Linked DNA regions of Mus musculus: region 1 is linked to region 2. Evidence: chromatin contacts called from public promoter capture Hi-C data. All regions are on one chromosome and are shown on one strand. The core of a region is the stretch at or near the end of the contact, and the rest is flanking DNA. Distances in the headings are between cores, read along the strand shown.

The links. Capture Hi-C pulls out chosen DNA fragments and counts their contacts.
Region 1: a contact with region 2 is called in a promoter capture Hi-C map of liver. The contact joins the promoter of Wif1 here to the promoter of Tbc1d30 in region 2. A contact is called at or near these places in 3 of 39 promoter capture datasets (cranial neural crest, maxillary cranial neural crest and stem cell-derived epiblast-like cells), 1 of 484 Hi-C or Micro-C datasets (myeloid progenitors), 2 of 115 datasets of contacts at active chromatin or transcription factors (embryonic stem cells and pancreatic cancer cells) and 2 of 9 other capture datasets (embryonic stem cells and liver).

What each region holds. Positions count from the first base shown.
Region 1 is chr10:121,031,329-121,038,107 of GRCm38.p6, forward strand. It overlaps Wif1 (Wnt inhibitory factor 1), which reads left to right and starts at 2,676. Exons shown (of 10, transcript NM_011915.2): 1 at 2,676-3,162; 2 at 3,638-3,777. The coding sequence starts at 3,015.
Region 2 is chr10:121,346,494-121,353,881 of GRCm38.p6, forward strand. Tbc1d30 (TBC1 domain family, member 30) reads right to left here and starts at 5,151. Exons shown (of 13, transcript NM_001361015.1): 1 at 4,524-5,151; 2 at 612-776. The coding sequence starts at 4,884.

The sequences.
Region 1 (6,779 bases), core at 1,426-3,925, 320 kb before region 2:
CTTTTCAATTACTCCCTGAGGCAGGAGTTCTCACTAACCCAGAGCTAGGCTAGCCACCAGTAAGTCCCAGGCATCCTCCTGTTGCAGCGCCTCAGCACTAGGGTTACAGGAGCACAATACCTCGGACAGCTTTTTATTTGTTTGCCAGGGATATGAACTCTGGTCCTCGCGCCTGATCAGTAAGGGTAAAGACTCTCACCGGCTTAGCTATCTCTCTAGTACCAATAATTTTTAAATAACGTTTTATGTATCTCTAAAAATACAGTATGTTTCCTGTTGGAGAAAAGTGAACAGAAAAATGTAGTTGGTAGTATTGGTGGTGCTGTTGCTGTGGCCACTGATGATGGTGATGATAATGATGATATAACACAGGCTACTTTCTCTGTAGTCTAAGCTGGACTTGAATTCACTAGTAGCCTCGGCTGGCCTCATTTTCACTGAAACCCTCCTGCCTTAGCCTCTGAGTGCGGGGATAACAGGCATTTGCCACCACACCTAACAAAACAATTGTCCAGAATTGGGGAAATTTCTTGATAGCAGGATAAATTGCTGTCTCAACATCAAAGACGACTGCTACGGAAAATCCTCACTTGGAGGAAGCTGTATTATGATAGAATTTGTTCCCCTTTCAGTTCTCAGCTGGCGTTTGACAAGAACAACCTGTAGAGGGCGTCCTTACACCAAGAGCCATGGAGGTCTGAGCAATACTACGGAAGAAAAACCTTCAACGAAAACCACATTCCAAGTCAAAAAGAGTCTATTGTGTTGCGAAATTATTACCTGTAACTGAATGACACTGTTTTTACAATATTAAAGGGTTATAAGTTTGCCTAATATAGTAAAACATTATATAAATTAATATTCACTGCAACAATTAATTAATAAAATAGAATGTTGGGAAAAGATCCTTTTTTGTTTGTTTTTTGTTGTTTTTGTTTTTGTTTTTTTGAGACAGAGTCCCAGGTAGCCCAGGCTGGCTTCAAACTCCATATGTCGATTAGTATTAACAATGAGCTCCTGATGCCTCTGCCTCTACTTCTTTAGCCCCCAGATTACAGCCTGTGCTACCACAACCAGTTTAAATGTTTTGTTTTAAAGAAAGAGTAGATGTTAAGCTTTTTTGAGGCAAACCGTCTTAATTGTGATTTGCAAGAAGGGGCTTTGAAGTTAGAGCGATCGTGATTTGAATTCCTACTCTTGTCACTCACCAGCTGAATATCTGCGGTCAATTTACTAGACTTTTAAAGCTTTGGTTCCCCATCAGTAAAATGAGAGTAGTAACAGTAGCTGCCTGAGAAGAATTTTTAAAATGAAGCTTCATGGAGTTCACAGTCACAATGGACAGTCTTCGTGTCTAACTCCCAAACACAATACCTTCCTACCAATCTGTTAGATACCTACACAGATTTCACAGTTTTAACACATGTTTCTTCTTCTTCTTCTTCTTCTTCTTCTTCTTCTTCTTCTTCTTCTTCTTCTTCTTCTTCTTCTTCTTCCTCTTCTTCTCCTCTTCCTCCTCCTCCTCCTCCTCCTCCTCCTCCTCCTCCTCCTTCTCTCCTCCTCCTCCTCCCTTCCCATTCCTCCTTCTTTTAAAAAAATATGCTTGTGACCTAACATTTGTTGAACATGTACGCGTCCAAGTCCGGCTTCTATTCTGTAGTTTCTGTTTTTGCCATCCCCTGCTGAGAGACCCACCGCTCTACAAAGGACAGAAGGGAACACAGCCCAGCGCCAGAGTCTAGATCCTTGGGGGGCATTTGCTAGAAAGCCACTGGGTGCAAAAAAAAAAAAAAAAAAAAAAGTAAACAAAGCTTTTCCGGGGTCTGAAAACTTTCTGTGTTTTTGAAAAACCATTTGTTTCTGCTTTCTCTGTACGTTCAAGGAGGCAGGCAAAAAAGCCTTCCGTGCAGAGGTAATGCTGCAAGCCGCCGCTAGCTAAGTGCTCTCCCACCAGACCCTCAGTCTTACCCTCAAGCGCCTAAGATTTCAGAGACTGGGCGTGAGCCTCCTAATGTTTTCCCCCAAATCCAATTTTAAGGGGAGTCCTACCGTCGTAGAGCAGGGATGGGGGGAAAGGGATTACAGCTATCATCGAGGTCCTAGGGAACTATTCCGGGTGCAACTGGGTTATCAAGAAGACAAACCACGCCACCTGTCGGGTGTCTGTCCAGTGCAGAAATAAATGAACGTCCTGCGAGGACCAGCGCCTGCAGTAGCCCGACTAGCCTGTGGAGTCTCAGTATTTAACTTCCTAGGAGAGAGAGAGCGAGAGCGCAAACTGTCAGCTAGAGAAGTCAGAGTTTGCAGACAGGCACACAGAGATGCAGTCTGAAATGTAGTTCGAAGAGAAAGGGTGGGCTGGCTATGTGCTTTCCGTTAGCTCCACTGTTAAACGGAATTTATCTTTGACCACGAATCGAGCCCAGATTTTTTTGTTTGTTTGTTTATAGCACCCCGGCCATCCACACGTGTCTCTTCGGGCGGCAGGAGGCCTGAGTGATGACCCAGAAGTCCCTTTGGGTGTGTTTCTTGGTTGTGTCCCCGTTTTCATTCACCTGGCGCAGGCGAGCGGGGTCTACCGGGTACCGCGGCCCCGCCCCCGCGGCTCCGCAGCGCTCCCTAGTGGCGACCGCCTGCACACCACCGGCCGCTCTCAGTGCTCGCCTTTTGCCAGCAGTTCCCGCGGTTCCTCCCTCTCGAGTGTGCTCCTCTAGCTGCTGGCGCTGTGGGACGTGCTGGCATTGCCAGCTTTGCCAGCATCGTGTCTCTGCGTCCCCCTCTCCCTCCAGCCCCCACCTCTTTCTACGCGGCCGCGCATCCACTCCCTCCTTGCTCCCTCCTCTCCAGCACTCCCAGGCTCACTCGCAACGGAGACTGGAGACTTGCACGCCCAGTCGTTTAAGTAGGAACAGCTCCAGCCCCGCCAGCTGCAGCCAAGGCGAGAACTTCACAAGCAGCACAGGTTGGGTCGCTGCGGCAGGAGTTGCACCACCAGCGAGAAGGTCCTGAGCACCATGGCTCGGAGAAGAGCCTTCCCTGCTTTCGCGCTCCGGCTCTGGAGCATCCTACCTTGCCTGCTCCTGCTGCGAGCGGATGCAGGGCAGCCACCTGAGGAGAGCTTGTACCTGTGGATCGACGCCCATCAGGCTAGAGTGCTCATAGGTAAGGTCCGGCATCTGCACCTTCCCAGTGGTCCTCAGTTTTTCCATTAGAGCGGAGACACGTGCACCGAGTGTGTTTTAAAACAACTTCAAGGGTGACTGCCCCCTCTTTTTAAAAATCAGGATTCTCTATTTAGAGGCTTATGAGATTTTTTTCTCAAAAAAGCAAAGCCGACCCAACATCCCAGCCCTGCTGTTGCTAGTCCTGACTGCAGATTTGTAACAGGAATCCAGCGGTGGCACCCGCTTACTTCACTGTAAGCACTTTTTTTTTTTTTTTTTTTTTTTTTTTTTTTTTTTTTTTTTACCACAGAGAGAGGAAAAATAACTCTGGTACTGTTGTTGGTATCAAAGGCAGGTGCTTTATGAAAAGCAGTGACCTGCACTGGTTCCCAGGGGTTTTGCTTTCTACATGAAACGTCTGTTTCTTAGAAACGCAACTAGTTTGATAGGTTTGTTTATTATTTACACAACAGGATTTGAAGAAGACATTCTGATTGTCTCGGAGGGGAAAATGGCCCCCTTTACACATGATTTCAGGAAAGCCCAACAAAGAATGCCAGCCATTCCTGTCAATATCCACTCCATGAATTTTACCTGGCAAGCTGCGGGGCAGGTAAGTTCTGATAACAGAGCGGTAGAGAAAAGGCACTCTTTTGTATTTCAATTCTCCCGTGGCCCATAGTAATAATAATGGTGTGTGATGTAGCTCCGGTGGCCCGTAGTAATAATAGTGGTGTGATGTATACCATTTAAAATTCCATACAAGTTCTTGCCTGGTTGCCAGAGCACACAAGGGATCAGTTCCAATGTATTTAAAGTTGCCAAGTAAATGGAGAACTCTAAGGGTCAATGTACTCACGATCATTACTTTAATAAGATTTGGTATCCTGAGGTTTTGAGTATAAAGACCCCAAATATCCATATCATGGTGTTTCTGTAATCACTGATATTAAAACATTAACAAAGTATTTAGAAGACTTTCAATACTAACTGATAATCATTTGTGATGGGATTCATACTTCACAACAAAATAAGTTCGTAGGTATTCTTGACATGAATTTTAGAAGGCTGATATGCTGAGTGCTGCAGATACCACACATTTCTTGTAGAAGTTCAGAGACTCAAAAAAAGTAATATAAAATTATGAAAAATAAAGACTACTGATTTTCTGAAGCGACCACTCAAAATGCTTCCCTATGGAAATAAAAGAGAAAAAAGTCTATGTCACCAAAGCGTTCCTCTCAGTACTTAGCATGCAAGGCCTTCTAAGTTACCTTTTATAGATCTGCAGGACTGTATTAATGTCCTCTGATTTGGGAAGGGTAGGATGTTTGTGTGACTTTAAAATTGTCTAGAGGACAAGTGCACAGGATAAATTCTGCTCATTAGTTGGTAAAAATGTGTCTGCTATGAAAACTATTGTAACTATAATTAACTGCACATTTTCAGGTTTTTTTTTTTAATTCTAAAATTACTTAAATAGCCATTTTCAAGAAGGATGCAATCAAGAAAACACTTTATAAAAAGCAACCATGCTAAATCAGGAAACCACATTGGTGCCCTGCAACTGCCTATTACACTGCAGTCATGACCACTTCAGCTGTCTTTTTATCCTCAAGTTTGTTCTATTTTTAAAAGAATCTTTTAAAAATAGATCTCATCCAGACTGTCTGTGTTCCTTCTGCTCCGTGGTTTTTTTGTTTTTTGTTTGTTTGTTGTTGTTGTTTTGTTAAATGATGTTTGGTAGATCCAGGTCAGACATTTGATGGTCCCGTTTGCACAGAGAAGTTGATTGAAGCCTCTGTTGTTTTTGTTCCTGCCTGCAATCCTCTCTTCGTAGATACTTGATGTGCAGTGTTGTTTGGTACATTGGGAAATCACTAATGAGTAACTGGGCTTTCATGTTTTCCTTTTCTTTCACCCAAATCTGTTTGCTGGTGTTGACCACTTGTTATTGCGCTCAACAGCCTATATTTTAAAGATGCTTTTTCATAATAATGTTAGAAAGTAGCTTAACCCCTACCCTGCCAGATGAAAGGGGTTCGTAACTGAAGAATGGTAGAAAATGCCAAGCTCCCTTACACACACACACACACACACACACACACACAGAGAGAGACACAAAGAGAGAGACAGAGAGACAGAGACAGACAGAGACAGAGTCTTTCAAAGAATTAAAAGCAAAGGCTGCAATTCCATGCTACCTTGTGCATTGCCTTGTAGCACACATATCTGTAAAAGGGATTGGCATAGTGAGCAGTCTTAGGGCTGTGTTTTGGAGGGGTTGGGGAAAGCTAGAGCCATCTAAGGACCTCTAGTATTTTGTTCCTTCCTGCTTGAGGTTGTGTTGATTAAATATATGGCTCATCTCTTTGGGCAGAACAACAGTTAGCGCTCCAGCAAGTGACTTTGTTCACCAGGGAGAGATAACAATGTTACCCCTTCAGTAAGTGACTTTGTTCTCTATGGAGAGGTAACTCCAGGCCATTACTCGGAATCCGCGTGTAGCATGGATAGAACTTCCCAAAGCTGAAAGAGGTGTGTTTTAAATCTTATTTAAATATAACTAATTTTGCTCCCTAAAATAATGTGACTCCGGCAGCACACATTTTGACATGCCAGGGGAATTCGAAGACGGGGAAAAATGATGACTTCAATATCAATTAAGTATTTTGAAAGGCATCCATAGCTTATGCCAAACCACATCGCAACATGAAAAATGAAAAGTTCATCCCATTATCTAGTTATTTAATCCAAATGATATCAAACACTTAGGCATTTCAACACTGCAGAAACGAAACATATCTGATTAATTAAATTTTAAGCTGTGGCTCTTTTAGCAACATGTGGACAAAGGGTTTTTTTTTTTTTTTTTTTAAGAAGATACAAGACCTAGTAAAAGCAATAAGGAATCATGTATTTCTAGGAAGTTTTGAGCGCAGTCACCAAGAGTGTTGAGAGCCATTTAAAGCCCACTACCAACCTCAGAGAACTACAACGGAGCCACTACAACGGGCTTCATTTTCCCATAGGGAACTGATCAGATGTTATGCAGGTGTTCTGGTATGTGGGGAATTGTGCAGACTCTCATGTCAGATGAGCGCATGGGTTACCAAGCCAGACAGACTGACTTAGGCAAGGAAAGGCTCAAAGGCAACCTTTCAGTGGGACAGTGTATTTCCAGAAACAAATCTTAAGACAATTGAATACATGAACATACAGTTAGCAGAAAAGTCACTTAGAGGTCCAGCGATCACAGCAGCATGTGATGAAGCAATGGATATTTTAGGCATCATTTGACACCATGGAGACATTTCTTATTAACAAATTAGTCTGTGATATAGCACTTTTTTTTTTTTTATTCTACTATAAATAGGTTGGCTGTCACAGGAAAATCCATTTGGTCAGCTTCCAATCTTTGAAAACATAAGCAGTGTGTGTCATAGAGAGACTGGGACATTTCAGTTTCCCCACAGTGGGCACGTGTTGATCTGTCATCTAAAAACTAATCTCAGATTAGACGCGTATGAATGGATGAGTTTATGTTGGATGACTATTAAATTGTACGATGTTCTATGTTGTATAAATTCTTCATCAGTATCCCGTATCATCTCT
Region 2 (7,388 bases), core at 3,901-6,400:
CGTGTTAACAAAAAGGATGCAAAACAAAAACAGGGACATGTTAGCAGAATAAGACATAATGCAACCGTATGGAAAATTACAAAATTCATTCACAAGATTCAGTCTCTGACAATTAAGATGGACTGGTAACTGAACAATTTTTTTTTTTAATTCAATTAACCAAGCTAAGCAGCTCTAACTAAAAGTGAGGAACGCAAGACAAGGATTTCACTTGTTCAGACACTTTGCCCTTCTTGGGTTTCAGAGCAGGCTGTAAGCGGCTCTCGTTCTCGTTGGTTAGGCCAACTGTTTAATCATTGGAGCACAGAGATCAAAGGAACAAGGACACTACTTTTAAGTTACATCCATTTGATGCCTGTTTAAAAGCCATTGAGTATCACACACAAAAAAATAACCATTGTCAGAGTGAAACATGACCTCAACTCATGAGTAATAAAGTCAGGGCTTACCCTTAGACATCAGGCATTCATTTTAAATTTAAAAGCCATGCTGGCTGGTTGGTTCCTGGACTTTTCAAAACAGTGCAAAGCAGTACCTGCTGCAGGTTCACTGCCAGCCAGTGGCAAGGGATGACAAACACACACACACCTGCTCCCAACCCCTAGACTTACTTCTCTTCTGTGACACAGCCTGCAGGCACGCTGTCACAATGTCACAGTTCTTCTGAACTTTATGCAGAAGCCTGTCTTTCTGCTTCAGCTGCCGGAGTAACTTTGCGGACTGGATGCCAATCCTGTACTTCAGCTCTCGAAGAACGGTCTTCAGCTCACTGGAGTCTATCAGGAAAGAAGAAATCCCTTGAGAGGGATATAAATCCCGAGTGTGCTGCTAGTCAAAAGGTGTAGGGCTAGAAAATGAATTTAAATCCACTCAGTCTAGCTTTTCATCCCAGGTAGCATGAACGCGATTCAGCTAAGCCGTTCCAGTCTAATCAACCACCCATTCATCTCTGGCTTTGCTCATAAAAGGAATTCTATAAGATAAATGTTATCCTGGATGCTACAATATAACAAGTAAGCAAAGACTTTCACTGTTACCAGCTCCTCGGATACATTTCTCTCTTCCTCTCTCTCTCTCTCTCTCATCCTTCCTTCCTTCCTTTCCTTCTCTCTTTCTTTCCTTAAATGTAGGACTTTTTATTTTAGACAGGGTTTCTCTGTATAGCCCTGGCTGTCCTGGAACTCACTTTGTAGACCAGGCTGGCCTCGAACTCGGAAATCCACCTGCCTCTGCCTCCCGAGTGCTGGGATTAAAGGCGTGAGCCACCACGCCCAGCCAGGACTTTTTAAAAAAGATTTATTTTATGTATGTGAGTACATGGTCTTCAGACACATCAGAAGAGGGCATCAGATGCCATTACAGATGGTTGCGAGCCACCATGTGGTTGCTGGGAATTGAACTCAGGACCTCTGGAAGATCCGTCAGTGCTCTTAACCACTGAGCCATCTCTCCAGCCTGTATTTATCTTTCAATGCTTTAAAAGTACCAGCTATTGAGCCTGGTGAGACAGGCCTACAATGCCACCTACTCAAGATGCTATGGCAGAGGGATCACAAGTTCAAAGCCAGATGATACAACTAAAATAATGTCTTAAGACCTTAAGTGCTGTGGAGACAGTAAAGTACTTACCATGCAAGTTTACTAACACCAGCATCACATAGAAAATGTCATCATGGTGGCACACTGGCCTCTAGCCTTTACAGGCAGGCACACATGAACACACATACACACATATACACACACAAATAAATAAATAAAAAGTAAGTGAGGTCTCAATGGTAGAGGCATTGCCTAACATGTCCTGGTTGTTCAAACCCTAAGACCTCAAAAATAAGAAACAGTTCAAACAACCTTGTCAGTTGTAAATAACACCAGCACATTTCATAACAAAGATGAATGTAGCTATGCTGATTTTGTTTTAAATGTGTGGCCTTCAAATAGCCTGGGTAGTACATTTAATTTAGGACCTCAATAATTTTCATACACGGCAGAAAATGTATTTCCTCTAAAGGGGTCAAATGATTCAACATCCTTGGGCTGGAGAGATGAGTCAGAGGTTTAAGAGTCTTGACTGGCTCTTCCAAAGGACTGGGTTCAAGTCTAGCACACATAATGGCTAACAGTTTTCTGAAATTCCAAGTTCCAAGGGAATGGACCTGTCTTCTGACCTTCGGAGGCACTGAACACATATGGCATACAGACATGTAGGTTAAAAACTCCCAAACACATAAAATAATTTTTTTAAACTTAAAAGAACTAAAAACCTTAATAATAAAAATAATGAAGTTTACATTCTTAAAACTAATACTGGCAACAGTAGGAAGTGTGTGAAAACTCTAACTTAGTTTTGCTGTTTCTTAAAGTACCTACAACTCTGTATTTCTCTACATTATATACTTCGTATGGGGACATATTCTGATTCTCATGTAGAAATGTCTTCCACAGTAATAGCACAGGCAAATAAACATCCTACACAAAAACCCGTCTCTGTGTAGACCATAACCCCTGCTTCTCACTAGGTAACAGAGGAAACAGTCAGCTGGAAACCTGACTAATTTCCTCTCAAAGGAATTTTATCCCTCTATGATACATGGGCTTGCAATACTGAAAGTGTTCTCTAATACTCACAGAGTACCTAACACACATTAGCTTAGGTAAATAGCCTGCCCGAGGCAGCACAGCTAAATAGAAATAGTAACAGGGTGATAACTGAGGAATCTGACTCCAAGTTAATCCCCTCCACCACAGACAATCCACTTTCCAGTACAAACTACTTTGTTGCTGCCCCTAGACCTCAGACCCACACCCAGCACCGTCTGGATACAACATTGAAACAAACGCTAAACTGTGAGAGAAGAAAACCAGCAGGCAGGTTATCTGCATTGTCCCTCTAAGTGGACACAACCCTTAGGTTGGAACAGCTAACAACCCAGTGAGCATGATTTCTGCAAACAGCTGCATCCGTGACCCGATGGTCTAATCACAGTGTTGTAAAGATGTCTGTCCACAGAGACAGTGTGTCAATATACAACATCTTGCTCACCCAACACAAGTCAACTGTGGAAAGAAAGGGTTCACAGGCAACGGGTCAGCAATAGAGATGAAAACTGGGAAGAAATGGACTCTGGCAGGATCTGTGAGTGATCAGTAGAGTGGCCACGCATGTGAACGTGACACCCACTTGCAGGCTGCCGACCTCTATAAACTTTGGCTTGCCAGCTTTCCTCTTCTAAAGGGAAATTATCAGTTTCTCGAAGTTTCCTGGTAAAGTGAATAGCCTTCTAACATGCGGAAATCTGGTCATAATTTTCAAAACTGATTCTCTTGGAATCTGACCTACTGCAAGAGTTTGGGCAATAAGCAGACATTCTTAGCACAGCCAGGTAATTACATAAAATAAAATGTCTGCAGCCAAAGGTGTTGGGGAACGTGGGGGGGGGGTCACTTGGAAGCTGAGAATTGTTTACACAGGTAGGAGCAAACAGACAGATTTTTTCTTTTTCTGTTTTTTTTTTTTTCCTGGAACCAGCTAGACTGGATACAGCAAGTACAAGAAGACTGTATAATTCTCTCTATTCCCCACCCCCATGGTCATTTAGCACAAGGACAATATTGCAAGAAATGTGATAGTGGCTGGCCTTCTGTTCCCCACACTTTAGTACATTTTGTAAATTGAGGTTTTCCCAGATCTATGCAAAAAGACAACTACACTAGTCCCGATGCCTGAAATATAAGCTATCATTATTGAGAAAAAAAAAATTTTTTTTTCGACCAGAATTTGAGTCTCAGAATTTGATAACGGAAGAAACATCAAATCAGCCTATGATCCGAGGAAACCAGGCCATTTCTCAGCTGCACTCTCTGGGCAGGTGAACGGTAGCAGTTGTTAAATGCACCGTGAAGGCCAAGCGCTCAGACTTCACTCAGTCCTGAGACCCAGATTAAAGCAGAGCTGCTGGGGACTCACACTCTGACAGGCACGGAATTCACGCGCTCTGCTGCGAACTGCATTATCGAATTATTCTGCCTCACTAGTTAAAAATCCCTGTCCAAGCGGCGTGGCTAGGGAAGGGGGTGGGGTGGGAAGCCCTAGAAGTCGGCTCTCTTCTCCCAGGGTCCTCTAGGAAATTTCTAGTAAGCACGGAAGAAACGCCAAACTAGTCCTAACAGCTGTTCAGGTAAAGTTAAGAGTCTACACTGCCCCTAGCTTCGGACTTCTGAGAGGCGTGGGGGAGGTGGAAAGACTCGACCACGCTCCGAGCCACCCTAGCAGAGGGGGAGGGGCTGGGCATTAGGAAATGTCTAGGGAAAGAGTGACAGAAGAGTCCCGAGTCAGATGAAAGGAGACTCCACACTCTCCGGGTGTGCGGGCAGAGCGGCAGCGCACAGGTGGCGCAGGTGGGCAACTAGCACAGGTGGTCAAGCGGGCCAGGTGGCGCAGGTGGGCAACTGGAGCAGATAATGCAAATGGCGCAGTGGGGCAGGTGGCACAGATAGGCAGGAGTCCCCGCGCCCTCGCTCACCTTTCCGCTGCAGGTACTGCATCTGGAGCCGCAGGCTCGGGCGCTCCCGCAGCTCCTGCAGCACTCGGGAGTCGCCAGCGCCGCGGCCGCCCAGGAATGCGTCGGAACCCGAGGTCTCGGTGGAGCTGTCCAGGCTGTCCCTTCGCAGGGGGCGGCCCTGGGACGCACGGTCCCCGCCGGCTGCCACCTCCTCCTCCTCGGTGCAGCTGTAGAGCTCGGTGAGCAACCCGCTCACTAGGGACGCCGTGCGGCTCGTGCGGCCGTCGGGCTGCGGCTCCAAGTCGCCCTCGTCCGCCGGGTGCCCCGCCGCCTCCTCGGATTGCTGCGGGTCCCACGTCCTGCCCGCTGGAAGGACCTCCATGGCTCGAACCGCCGCGGCGCCCGCCAGTTCCGGGAGGGCGCGGCCACGCGGGCAGCAAAGAGTCCCCAGCAGGGGTCGAAATGCCAACCAATGGGCGGAGGACCGGAGTTCCGGCTTCACGTCCGCGGGCGCCGCGCCCGAATCCTTCCCACCTGACCCGGAGCGTCCAGGAGACTCCACAAAAACCTGACTATCTGGCAAGTCCTGGGATTTGAGTGACGTTGTGAACTTTTTTCCTCCAATAAAAGACCTGGATTCAGAACAACTAAATTCCGTGACACTTGATTGTGGGTTTAATAGACCTTCCTGAGTTGGCCGAGCTAACAAAAGTCGCCAGAGCTGGTTTTGATGGTGAATTCGAGTTTATGGGAGTTTTATCTTTTTCCTTTAAAAAAGAAAAAGAAAAAATGTGTATTATTGCTGCGCACTCATCCCAGGATGTGCCTGTGGAGACCAGCGGTCAGGCAACACTGTGCAGCCGGTTTTTCTCCTTCCAACTTTTAACTGGGTTCTGGGAATCAAACTCCCGGCTTTAAATGGGTTCAGGGGGTCAAACTCGGGTTGGCAAGCTTGTTAGACAAGTACTTCTGCCTGGCGAGCCCTCTCTCTAGCTCCTCGGAGAGATCTGTCTTTACACTAGACTTCGGAAGAATTTTTGATTACCTTCCCCTTGGATAACTTTGTGAACTTAGTCACATTGATCATCAGTTTAACCCTGTGGTGTCCTCGCTTTTCGGTGAGAGCCTTGCAGCCAAGAGGTTCAATGACTTGCCAGGAAGGAAGCTTGAACTTTTCTTAGTGTCTGCCTCTCATTAGACAGAAATACTCCTCAGCCTGAAGCTGTTAATTGTCTGTACATCTAGGGCTTCTAAAGGAGAGTGGCAGCCGGGCATGGTGGCGCATGCCTTTGATCCCAGCACTCGGGAGGCAGAGGCAGGCGGATTTCTGAGTTCGAGGCCAGCCTGGTCTACAAAGTGAGTTCCAGGACAGCCAGGGCTATAAAGAGAAATCCTGTCTCCAAAAACCAAAGAACAGTGGCAGGCTTCCTGTTTATTTACACTTCTTACGTGGTGGGGCACAGCCTGATGTCCTTAACCACTACCAACAAAATACTTTGAAATTTGAGCTACTGTGAGTTATAAAAGCACCAGTTTTATGACGTTGTATGTATGCCCTAAGCATACAGAATTTGAACATATACTGGAGGGGCCGAGAGATGGCTCAGCAGTTAAAAGTACCAGCTTTTAAATTTTTTTAAATATTAAATTATTTAATATATAGCAAGATGGATCAGCAAGTAAAGGCACATTTGCCATCAACAACCTGTGCTTGATCCCTGGTACCCACAAAGTAGAAGCAAAGATCCCCCTTGTAAAAAGTTGCCCTCTGACCTCCATATGCATACCATAAGACACACGCACAAGAATAAAGAAATGGTGGGCTGAAGAGATGGCTCAGCGGTTAACAGCACTGACTGCTCTCCAGAAGGTCCTGAGTTCAAATTCCAGCACCACATGGTGGCTCACAACCATCCAAAAATGAGCTCTGACGCCCTCTTCTGGCGTGTCTGAAGACAGCTACAGTGTACTTACATAAAATAAATAAATAAGAATAAAGAAATGTCAACCTGTTCATGGATTACAAGAAAAAGATGAATAAACTGCTACCACACCGATTCTTTTAAAGAGATTTTTCTCCCTGTTGCCTGTGGCATGAGTGAAGGAATCCATGGGCCCTTCATCAGAGAAGGATCTTTGCAGCACACCAGACTTCCCCAGGGAGCAAATACGGCAACTGTTTCTCTTTTCTCAGTAGATATTCCCTGGTTTCTCTCCATTTGCCTCCACTAGGGACCCGCTTCAACATTTTTTTCTTTTTAGAGCCTGTCTTCCCAGAAACTGACAGAAGTTCAAAGGGATCTGAGGAAGATTGTGGGAAGCCACATGTGTCGTTGTAGGGTGGCGCTGGCTTCCACTGGCCACCACGCATACATAGGCAGTAAAGTTCTTTTGCCAAGATGAGGTTTTGAGAATTAACCAAAATTAACCAATCAGATGAGAAAAAAAGTTAAACAATCAGATGAGAGAGAAGTTAACCAATCAGATGTAGGCATGCAAATGAGGTAATAAGCATAACCCAAGCACAACCAATCCAGGTGTAAGACACGCCTCTTCTAGGCCTATATAAGCAGCACCAGTTCTGGGCTGGGGTCTTTTCACTCTGCAATCAAGCTCTCCCAATAAACGTGTGCAGAAGGATTCTGTTGCAGCATGGTTCTTGCTGGCCAGTCCGGCACGCACAAGAAGTGGTGCCGAAATCCGGGAAAAGAAACATCTTCAGGCACGAGTGAAGACCCCCTGCTACAGGGAGGATTCAGAACTGCATCGTGGGGAAGGAGCGGTTAATAAAGGTTCCCGTAAAACAGACTGCTGAGAAGGATCCGGCGTGGATTCAGAACTCTTCAGCTGGGGAACGGTGGTAATGAAGTGTTCCTACAAAACAGA